Linked DNA regions of Gasterosteus aculeatus: regions 2 and 3 are each linked to region 1. A link is a contact called in public Hi-C data. All regions are on one chromosome and are shown on one strand. The core of a region is the stretch at or near the end of the contact, and the rest is flanking DNA. Distances in the headings are between cores, read along the strand shown.

Region 1 (3,222 bases), core at 404-2,903:
AAACAACAGGTCAACACGGCAGACAGGTCAGCAAGAGACCACCATGACCTGCTGCAGGAAGTGAGGATGGTCTTCTTCTTCATCATTGAAATCATCACTTTCATACCTTAACTGCATTAAATGAAAGTAATTCACATCACAGCTTTGTTGAAGACAGAATAATTGTTTGTTCTCCACCCAGAAAGTGTTTTTTTATACTGTATAAATATATATTTATATATGAACTCGCCTGTAGTCCTGGCCCATAGGCGGTTTTCATATGTCCCTGTGTTTAAATGTCAGTTTGTGCTTGTGTTGATCTTTTCAAAACCATGGAAACACACTGACAACAGACTCCTGTGTCCTGTAAAGAATATGTGCTGATGCATAGATTGTGTTTTTTAAATGACAAGTAATTCCAAGAAATGTTAATGAAACGTTTTCCTTTGCATAAACCACATCAGACACGAATGACTCATTAAAAGTACTTTTGTGTGTCTTTAAGACGTCCCGTATATTCCCGTCCCTGTTTGATAGTGTGGTCCTCTTTGCAGTTTGTAAACATGGTTGTGTGTTCTGTGTGTTGTTGCACAGTACGCCCGTGTTGCATGATGCACAGCATGTCCTGTCACGAACAATTTGGTTTCTGATTTTGGAAAAGTGGCCCCGAGAACTTCCACCTGTCAACTCTCGCGAGTCCCTTTTCTACGCCGGCGATACGTCTGGATTCTCGACGTGAGTCCTCACAACGTTCTGTCTGCTTTGTGTTGATCTCCCTCTCTGATTGTGCGTCCCCGGCTGCTCGTGGAAAGATGCAGTTCATCGCCTGAGTGATCAACACCGTGACACAGGCTCTGACTAATAGTTATTCCAAATGTCCCGGTCCAGGACAGAGTGACCAGCACCCACAAGCCCCCCCCCCCGTTGGAAGGTGGGCCTGACCTGGAGCACTGTTTTTGTTTCATGGAACAATGGCTCCTATCAGAGAGGGAGGGACGCTCGCCGGGTTTTCTGTGGCGACAAAGCTCGAATCGAGTGTTGACCCGTTTATTTCCCCGAGCTGTTTTAAAGATCACAGACACCCCACGCGTTTGTATACGGAGGCGTGATCCCGAGGTAAGCACTTTCCTCATTGAACAAAAACGGCGTTTTCTAAATTAATCATAATCTCACGCAATTAACAGAATTGATCAGCTTGTTGATCAGACAGTGGTGGTAGGTAACCAAATACATCTACTGTGTTGAAGTACACATTAAAAGGTACATAATATTACATTGCAGAAGCAAATATTGTTCTTCTCCACCGCATTAATCTGACAGATGCAGTTAATGAGTTACTTTTCATTTTAGTGACTTTTTTAATGATCATAAATATCTCAATATTTTTGCACGTAATACATATAAAGAGTTCCTCAAATAAAATGTATTATTAGAAAATAAACCACTCAACAATACACATGCATAAAGGTTATATGTCTCTTTTACAGCCCCTCAAATGCCAGAACGTTTAGTGTTTACTGATTCCTTTCACATAAAATAGTTTAAATATCTCCACTTAGTATTTCATCCATTGTTATACAGTGTGATATTAGTAATTTGAACAGTGACCCCCCCTGAAGTCAAACTGGGTCAAGCTGCAATGCCTTGAAGGCTCAGGAGGGGTCACATTTGTATCACAGATCAGCTGTTGAGCAACAGGCACCACTTGTTGCTCATGTAAGAAATAAGGAGAAAAATAGACCACCTGAAAAGGACAAGGGCTGCTTTCAACATTCAACTGTCTCTTTTACAAGATCAACTACATTTGATGCTCCCTACAACATGTTCAAATTTACATCCTCATGTCATGTTAAACTGCTCACTTTCATAAGGTGAAAACGTGACTGCTAAACAGCGTTGCCAACAGACAACAGAAAAGGAGGGAAAAAGTGCATAGGCAGCAGATGAGAGTGGGTGAGTCCACTCCCACTCTCATCTGCTGAGAGTTTGAGAGCTTTGTTACCTGTGTTCATATTGGTGCATTTTAATAAAGATTTAATAAAATTATACAGCTATTGGCAGGGTCCGTTCTATTGGTTGGTCTCTCAGTTAAGGGCAAACAATGAAGCTGCCATGTGGAGTCCTCTGTGTGCACTGTACATTCTGTAAACTTGGAACATGTCCGGTATACATTCACAATTTTCAGAGGGGACATCACCAGGGGAGATGGATCAAAGGTTCAAAGCAGGTCTTTTCAGGCTAACGTGCCAGAAGAGAGGTGCAGGAACTTTTGGCCTGGTGTCAAAATAATAACCTCTCCCTGAACACAGACAAGACCGAGGATGAAGACGGTGCAGCACACACCTCTTCCACTGAGGTGGATGGGTGAAAACCTGTAAATCACACCAGCGAGGACCTCACAGAGGACAGAGGCTGTACTTCCTAAGAAGGCTGAGGAAACCAAAATTCTCAGCAACTTCTACTCAGCAACTAGTCGAGAGTGTCCTTACTATATCAATGACCACGTAGTATGGACACTGGCCTGGGACAGGAAGGCACAGTTCATCTCAGGAGCAGCCTTCCCCTCACTACAGCACATTTACTCCACCAGGAGAGCCCACAACATTATCACGGACAGAACAATAACCGCTGATAACACATGTGCACACAGACATGCACATACTGTACTTTGACTGACTGTTGCTGTGACTTTGTGTCACCAACTCGCAATATTTGCAAGAACGCAAGGTGTACTTTAGCCTAATGCCTAATGCATATGTATATATTTTTGTCTCTTTAGTGTGCGCATAAGAATTTCATTGTACAGAGTAACTTTGTATACTGCATGACAATAAATACCTTGATTTGAATCAATGAGTTATTGGTATATGGATCTTAATTGTGAGAACATCATTTTTTATTGTCATCCACAGAAATAAAGAGGCAAGCAGGAGATACAGAGTGAATCCAGGAGTGACCTTGCTGCCCGGACATGTGTGAACGTGTGCAACGGTGTGAATAAGTCAACAATAGACCGGTCATAGTTGTTAACAGAGGCCCTTGTATGACTTAGCGATGGCCATCTGTTACATGTGTCATTAACCCTACCTGAGGGCAGCATAACCCTGATGGTTCTCCTGGAGTCGCATCCATCAGGAGTTGCCAAGCAGTCCACTCTACTGCACTAAAGGGACGAGGGACCCCAAACAAAGCCATGTGGTGCATGTGGGTGTGTGAGTGTAGGTGTGTGCGTGTCCATGTAGA
Region 2 (3,222 bases), core at 352-2,851, 120 kb after region 1:
GCCATCTCCTTGAGCGCCTCCACCCCTCCTGGCAGCGGCTCCAGCTCTATGAAGAAGTCCTTGGACTGCCAGATGCTGATGGCCTTCTCCTGGAGTAACAGAAGAAGAAAAGCAGTGTGTAGCTTATTGATGAGGTGTATGCATGTATGACACCGCAGTAACTGGGAAAGACATTTGTGTGGCATTTCTTCGCGTGTGTTCGAGTTCAACACGGACCTTGTACGCAGACCACGGTTTACGATGACACTGCTATTTTATCTGAAGGATATGTCACCAGTCAGAAATACGTCCCCTCAGATATTGACTAAAATTCATGAACTATATACAAAAGTGGTTGGAATACACTGTGCAGGTGCACTGAATTGGTGCATATGTTGGTTATCAATATCAACCTTCAACTGCAACCTCAACAGAGTGAGAGCCGCTGTCAATCATTCACAGTGTGTACATGTCGTTTATTAATTAACTAACTATCTGACAGGGAACCCTGGGGAGCCAGCCGGGGGGGGGGGGGGGGGGGGGTCTGGCCCACATGTGGGGGACCCATTATCCATAAGAGCACAATATGAGACACGCGTACAACACGTCACTTACACACAGGTCGCTCCTCAGCTGGCCGTACTGCGTGGACACCCAGAACCCTCTCCTGTCCTCCAGGGGGATGTGGGGGTCGTCCGGGTACCGGGCCCGGTACTTCTTCAAGAACCCCCCCTCGAAGTCCGCCAGCACCCCGTCCATGTCCACCAGAACCCGCAGTCTCTTACCCGAGCGAGAGGAGGAAGAGGAGGACGACGACGACATGTTTACGCAAATCCTCTTAAAAGGATCACGAGTTTTCCCTCTTCCGAGCAGGCGTGAAGCGGCGAACAGGGAAATCATGGCCGCCTCTCGAGTGAGCGGTCGCCGCTGTCCTCGCCGCTAAGCCCTCTCCCAACGACGATAAACGCGGTGGCCAGAGTCCGCATGGGAAAGCTCGGAAGCTGTCCGAATACCGCGGCGGGTGTTTTTTCACACACTTTGCATTCGCCGTGTGTGGTTATTTGCGTCGTTTCGGGAAATGTTTCGCTAACTTGTCGGCTTAACTTTATTCATTCAGTCAGCCGTTGATGCTAACAGCCGCTAGCTAGCGTTAGCCGCACAGCAGCAGACAGTCAGCGGTGACGTGCCTTTGGACAGTGTAATGTGAGCTGTTTTGTCAGTGTGTATTTACTGCCCGGGCGAAATCAACACCGCGCTCAATCCCACCACGGCCCCGGTGGCGCCCGGCTGCTGGAGCTACCTGAGCGAAACACGGGAAACGTTAGTACACGATTAGTACTGCGCCACCGAGAGAGGCCGAGCGGCGAGGACGAACTGTACTACCAGCAAAGATCTTTGTAAGAGATGGATGGCTCACTCCGTTATTTTGTATGAAAACCACTTTTGGCACAATTTGCAGTGCAGATTGCTAATTTAGAATTAATAAAGAAAGAAAACGTCCTCCCAAAACCGTTATTGTTATTATTATAGTTGTAGGATATTTATGCCTGTATGTGACCAAAAAGAAAGCTGTCCACGATATGTACAATTGTATACATTTGAGCTGTTTTTTCTTTCTTTTGTTTGCTCACCATCAGAGAGATGTTCCAGACATTTCATTTGCCACAGAATCACACTTGGTGTGATTTTTTTTAATGGAAGATTTGCTAATGGTAGATATAGTGGTACAGCAAAACCAACAATACCATATCTACTAAGCCTGCAACAAGTATCTTCAAAAATAATCAAATTCATATTAGGTTTATAAAAGGTGATGAACCTAATACGCAGCCATATTGAAAGGCTTAATAAATAGTTAAGGCGTGAGGGCCACCAATGAATAAGGGTGCTGGTATTATCTACTACATTTACATTACCTGTCAGAACATCTCTTCTGAATTGTAACGACAGTCAGATAATAATTAAGAACTTTTAAAATTGTTATTCTCTATTGTGTCTTAATGCTCTAAACAAGCTCTTGGGTATGAGCACGGAACAATATCAACAATTTGGAGACGGATGCGTGGATGAATACTCAAACTGAAATTTAGACAATCACAAAATTACTTGCAATAGTTGTATTTTTCAAGTACACGAAGCTTGGATATCCAGTTCTATTAGATGATGCTTAAAAGTCTGTTAGGCAGGAGCTCTTACAGCTTATAACATCTTTGCTAAAACACGGTAAATTATACGTCAGTTCCTGTATTTTCCTTTTCCTTCAAGGAGGAACTGTATTCAGAACTAGACAACTGCAGCACGTTGAAGTCTACCTGTGACAAGAACTATGGGTTAAAAAGTCCTTAAAATAAAACTAGAAAAGGCATTTCCTGCTGAAAATGCGTTGGAATGCAAAAAGCTGAAAGCTGCACTGAATATTTGAAAATAGCTGAAAATACAGAAAGTTGAAGGGAATTTGAATACATCTGAAATTACAGATATTAGAAAAGCTGAAATCAATTTGAAATTGCTGAAAATACAGAAATGGGAGAAGCTGAAAGGAATTTCAATAGATTTGCTGAAAAAGCAGAAATGAAAACAGCTGAAATAAATGTGAAATCTTGCAAAAAATAGCTAAAATGAATTTCAAAAACGGCTGAAAATACAGAAATCCGAAAATGTACCAACAAGCCGAAAAACTGAAATGAATTTAAAAAAAAATGCTCATGATATAAAAATGACAATTTACCAGCAAGCTCAAAGATGAAATTAAGTTCAATTTCTGAAAATATTGAAATTTCCAATGGCTTTGCTGAATAAGTGTTAATGCCAAAAAGTGAAGACCAGCACAGCAGGAAAACATAATATTTTAATTTCAAAATTGGCAGTGTGGAAGATGAAGTGCAGCATTTAACAAAGCTAAGAGTTGAAATACAACACAAAAGAAGATCCCGTCTTTACATTCTTTTTTGACTCATTATCTTCTATCGAAATATAAAGAAATACTAGAAAAGGCATTTCCTGCTGAAAATGCGTTGGAATGCAAAAAGCTGAAAGCTGCACTGAATATTTGAAAATAGCTGAAAATACAGAAAGTTGAAGGGAATTTGAATACATTTGCTGAAATGACAGATATTTGAAAAGCTGAAATGAATTTGAAATTGCTGAAAATACAGAAATGGGAGAAGCTGAAAGGAATTTCAATAGATTTGCTGAAAAAGCAGAAATGAAAACAGCTGAAATAAATTTGAAATATTGCAAAAA
Region 3 (3,222 bases), core at 217-2,716, 87 kb after region 1:
TACTGTCACGCACCAACCGCCAAGACAAATTCCTTGTATGTTTGACATATTTTGGCAATAAATGTTTCCTGATTCCTGATTCAACCAGACTTCCACTGCTACACAACGCTGCTGTCTGTTCATTTAGCAAAAGTCTAGAGCCTACAACTCATCTCTACCTTCTCCCCTGGTGAGGTCATTTCCCCTTATTGACAGCAGTCAAATGCACAATTTTTCAAGCAATTCATAATGAAATACTTAAGAAACTGTACATCATTTGGGAAAACAAAATAGCAAAGGAAGAAATTAATTCTGTAGAGCCTCCATCACACTAGACGTTTTACAACTGACCTCCATTCAAATGCACTCCACTCACCTCGCAGCACAACACATGGAGAGGAGGACTTATTTAAGGGTAAAACCAGTGTGATATTACTCATCTTAAGTTGCATGACAAGCCAAGTAAATATGGTCTTTATTTCTCTAAAATTAATTGAATATCAGAAGAACTTTTTCTATTTGTTTCTTTTAGGGAATAGCGTAATTATAATAGCAACATCAAAGTGCTTCAGTGCTTTTGACAAAACATTTGGGCTGTTACCCTTGGATTCACTCATTATGAACTGATTAATTAAAAGTGTACTTGGAGTTCTCCCGTTTTCAGATAATGCTCCTAACATACTAAGTTGTTCTTCCCACTTGACTGAATAAATGTGCAAATTAAAGCAGCAGGTTTAGGCTCAAATCGACTGCTGTCTGGCTCTAGGTTGCCATGGTAACCGCTTCCTCTCATTCACTTTAAACAAAATACATCTTTTTCCATTTGACTTTTTATTTTGCAATGACTGTGAATCCATTCATGACCGATGCGAGTTTCATGGCGTTTGTCAGCTGTGATTAAAGAAATGTATATTTCAAAGGTAGCTAAACAAAGAGACCCAACTGCTTTTATTCTCACCCACGCACCCGAAGCTTCTCCACGGTGGGTCTTCATCCTCAAGTGGGTCGTGCTGTCCACATTTGCAATTGCATCTAGAGCGCCCCCGTATGGCCACCTCGGTAACTGCACTGAAAAGAGCTTAGCTCGTGCCTGTTGACGCGGAGCAGCAGCCGATTACTGAGGATGTGAATTCAATCAATTCAATGCAATAGTGGCGGATACACTGAATATGGCGTGCAGATATGTGCCCACTGTGTAGTTTTGCAGGCGGGGGGGGGGGCGGAAACATTGGCAACTGTTTGTTGGAATAAAACTGTATATGTAATAGCCACACTTTGTAGGGACTAGCAACACATTTACTCGTTCTGGAAGAACTCACATCCGCTGCCGAGGTTGTGTATCATGAAGAAATGTCCAAGAGGTCAACCCAATGGTCAACAATGTGCCAAGCGGCTTAGACGCCGGAAGACGCGTCAATCATTCACAGTTCTTTGGAAGTCATTACTCGGCTGAATGTGTGCCACTCTTCCCCCCGTCCCATTACATTTAATAACATTGTTTCCCGCATGGTTCTGCCGGTCCCCGTTGCGTCTTCGTAAGAAACGGCAAACTGACGCATGGGTCTGAGATTGGCCCACTTCTCCCAGCACTCAATGAGGCTCCGAGTTCCAACTCACCAAGCCGTGACGCAGTGCGGGAGGAGGAGCGCGCCGCCGGGACCTTTAAATAAACGAGTCCAGTCCGGACTGAAGACAGAGAAGCCCACAGCGGAGCCACCGACAGCATCTGCGCACAGCGAGAGACCGCTTTTTACGCACAGAATCATGATCAAGAAAATGTCACCTTCCGACAGCGACTTTGACATCCCAGCAAAGAACTGCTACAGGATGGTGATTTTGGGATCCACCAAAGTTGGGAAGACGGCCATCGTCTCCCGTTTCCTCAACGGGAGGTTCGACGAGCAGTACACTCCGACCATCGAGGACTTTCACAGGAAACTGTACAGCATCAAGGGAGACGTCTACCAGCTGGACATACTGGATACGTCGGGGAACCACCCTTTCCCCGCTATGAGGAGACTTTCCATACTGACAGGTACTTATGCACATTTGTTTCTGTGCGTTTTATTGCAAGAAAAATAGTTGTAGAGTGCATTTGAAATGGTGCAAACGTGAGGTCAACGTGCGCCTTTAACGCATGGACGCAGCGCAAAAAGGAACGTTGCGTCTCAAACTCTTAGCATGCATGCATGGCCGGCCAAGTTAACCAAAGCTCTCTTCTCTCTGCCCCCCCCAGGTGACGTGTTCATCCTCGTCTTTAGTCTGGACAACCGGGACTCCTTCCAGGAGGTGCAGCGGCTAAAGCGGCAGATTTTCGAGACCAAGTCGTGCCTCAAAAACAAGATCAAAGAGAACATCGACGTGCCTCTGGTCATCTGCGGCAACAAGGGCGACCGAGAGTTTTACCGGGAGGTGCAGCAAGAGGAGATCGATCAGCTGGTGGCCGGAGACGAGAAGTGCGCGTACTTCGAGATCTCCGCCAAGCGCAACGAGAACGTGGATAAGATGTTCCAGACTCTGTTTACCTTGGCCAAGCTACCTCACGAGATGAGCCCCGACCTTCACCGCAAGGTCTCCGTGCAGTTCTGCGACATGCTGCACAGAAAGTCTCTGAAAAACAAGAAGGTGAAGGACATCGGCGAGGCGTTCGGGATGGTCACTCCGAGCGCGCGGAGACCAAGCGTGCACAGCGACCTCATGTACATCAAGGAGAAGGCCATAGGAGGCGGCCAGGGCAAAGACAAGGAGAGGTGTGTGATCAGCTAAGCGGAGCGGAGCGACACACGAACTCAACGCAAATCTTTGGGAACAGAGGGAGCCCGGTGCGCGCCCGGTTGCGCTCAAACTGACATGGGAGGTGTGGGGACGCCGCAGCCACCAGCTCTGGAACGGCTACGTCTCCAAGGACACTTGCCTGGACACAATGGTCGTCTTCAACCGCCAAAAGATAAATAAATAAAAAAGACATGTGAGAATTGTTGCTTGTCCCGTGGATCAGAGCGCAGCACGCGTCGTGGCTTCATACCTCGTGAGAGCTTGGCACAGCTACGCGTAAAATGTGTCCATCTGACTTCATGCCTTTTACAGTTGCCAGTGGGGAGAGAAGAAAGACTCTTTGCTCAAGAGGTGGAATGTTTTGGGAGGGGAAGGAACTTTGTTTACATCTCATCATGTATTTTACAATGGCTAATACACTTGAATGTTTTGTTGCAATCAAAAGTGTTACTTTTATTGTGAATGTAT

What was found. Hi-C and Micro-C count contacts between places; a contact is called where the count stands out from the background.
Region 2: a Hi-C map of skeletal muscle shows a contact between it and region 1, with 9 times the contacts expected there. The contact joins the promoter of nt5m here to the enhancer-like site in region 1. A contact is called at or near these places in 5 of 6 Hi-C or Micro-C datasets (liver, skeletal muscle, tail fin and 1 more).
Region 3: a Hi-C map of skeletal muscle shows a contact between it and region 1, with 4 times the contacts expected there. The contact joins the promoter of LOC120819707 here to the enhancer-like site in region 1. A contact is called at or near these places in 2 of 6 Hi-C or Micro-C datasets (both in skeletal muscle).

The regions. Positions count from the first base shown.
Region 1 is chr5:5,526,623-5,529,844 of fGasAcu3.hap1.1, forward strand. No RefSeq gene overlaps it. Among protein-coding and RNA genes, the nearest start is that of LOC120819229, 12 kb to the left of the region's middle. Within about 2 kb of position 1,654, at least 4 of the 9 cell types and tissues checked have open chromatin away from gene starts, as enhancers often do.
Region 2 is chr5:5,643,878-5,647,099 of fGasAcu3.hap1.1, forward strand. It overlaps nt5m (5',3'-nucleotidase, mitochondrial), which reads right to left and starts at 1,602. Exons shown (of 5, transcript XM_040176332.2): 1 at 595-1,602; 2 at 1-89. The coding sequence starts at 879.
Region 3 is chr5:5,613,572-5,616,793 of fGasAcu3.hap1.1, forward strand. LOC120819707 (dexamethasone-induced Ras-related protein 1) reads left to right here and starts at 1,467. Exons shown (of 2, transcript XM_040177374.2): 1 at 1,467-2,014; 2 at 2,216-3,222. The coding sequence starts at 1,537. The coding sequence ends at 2,745.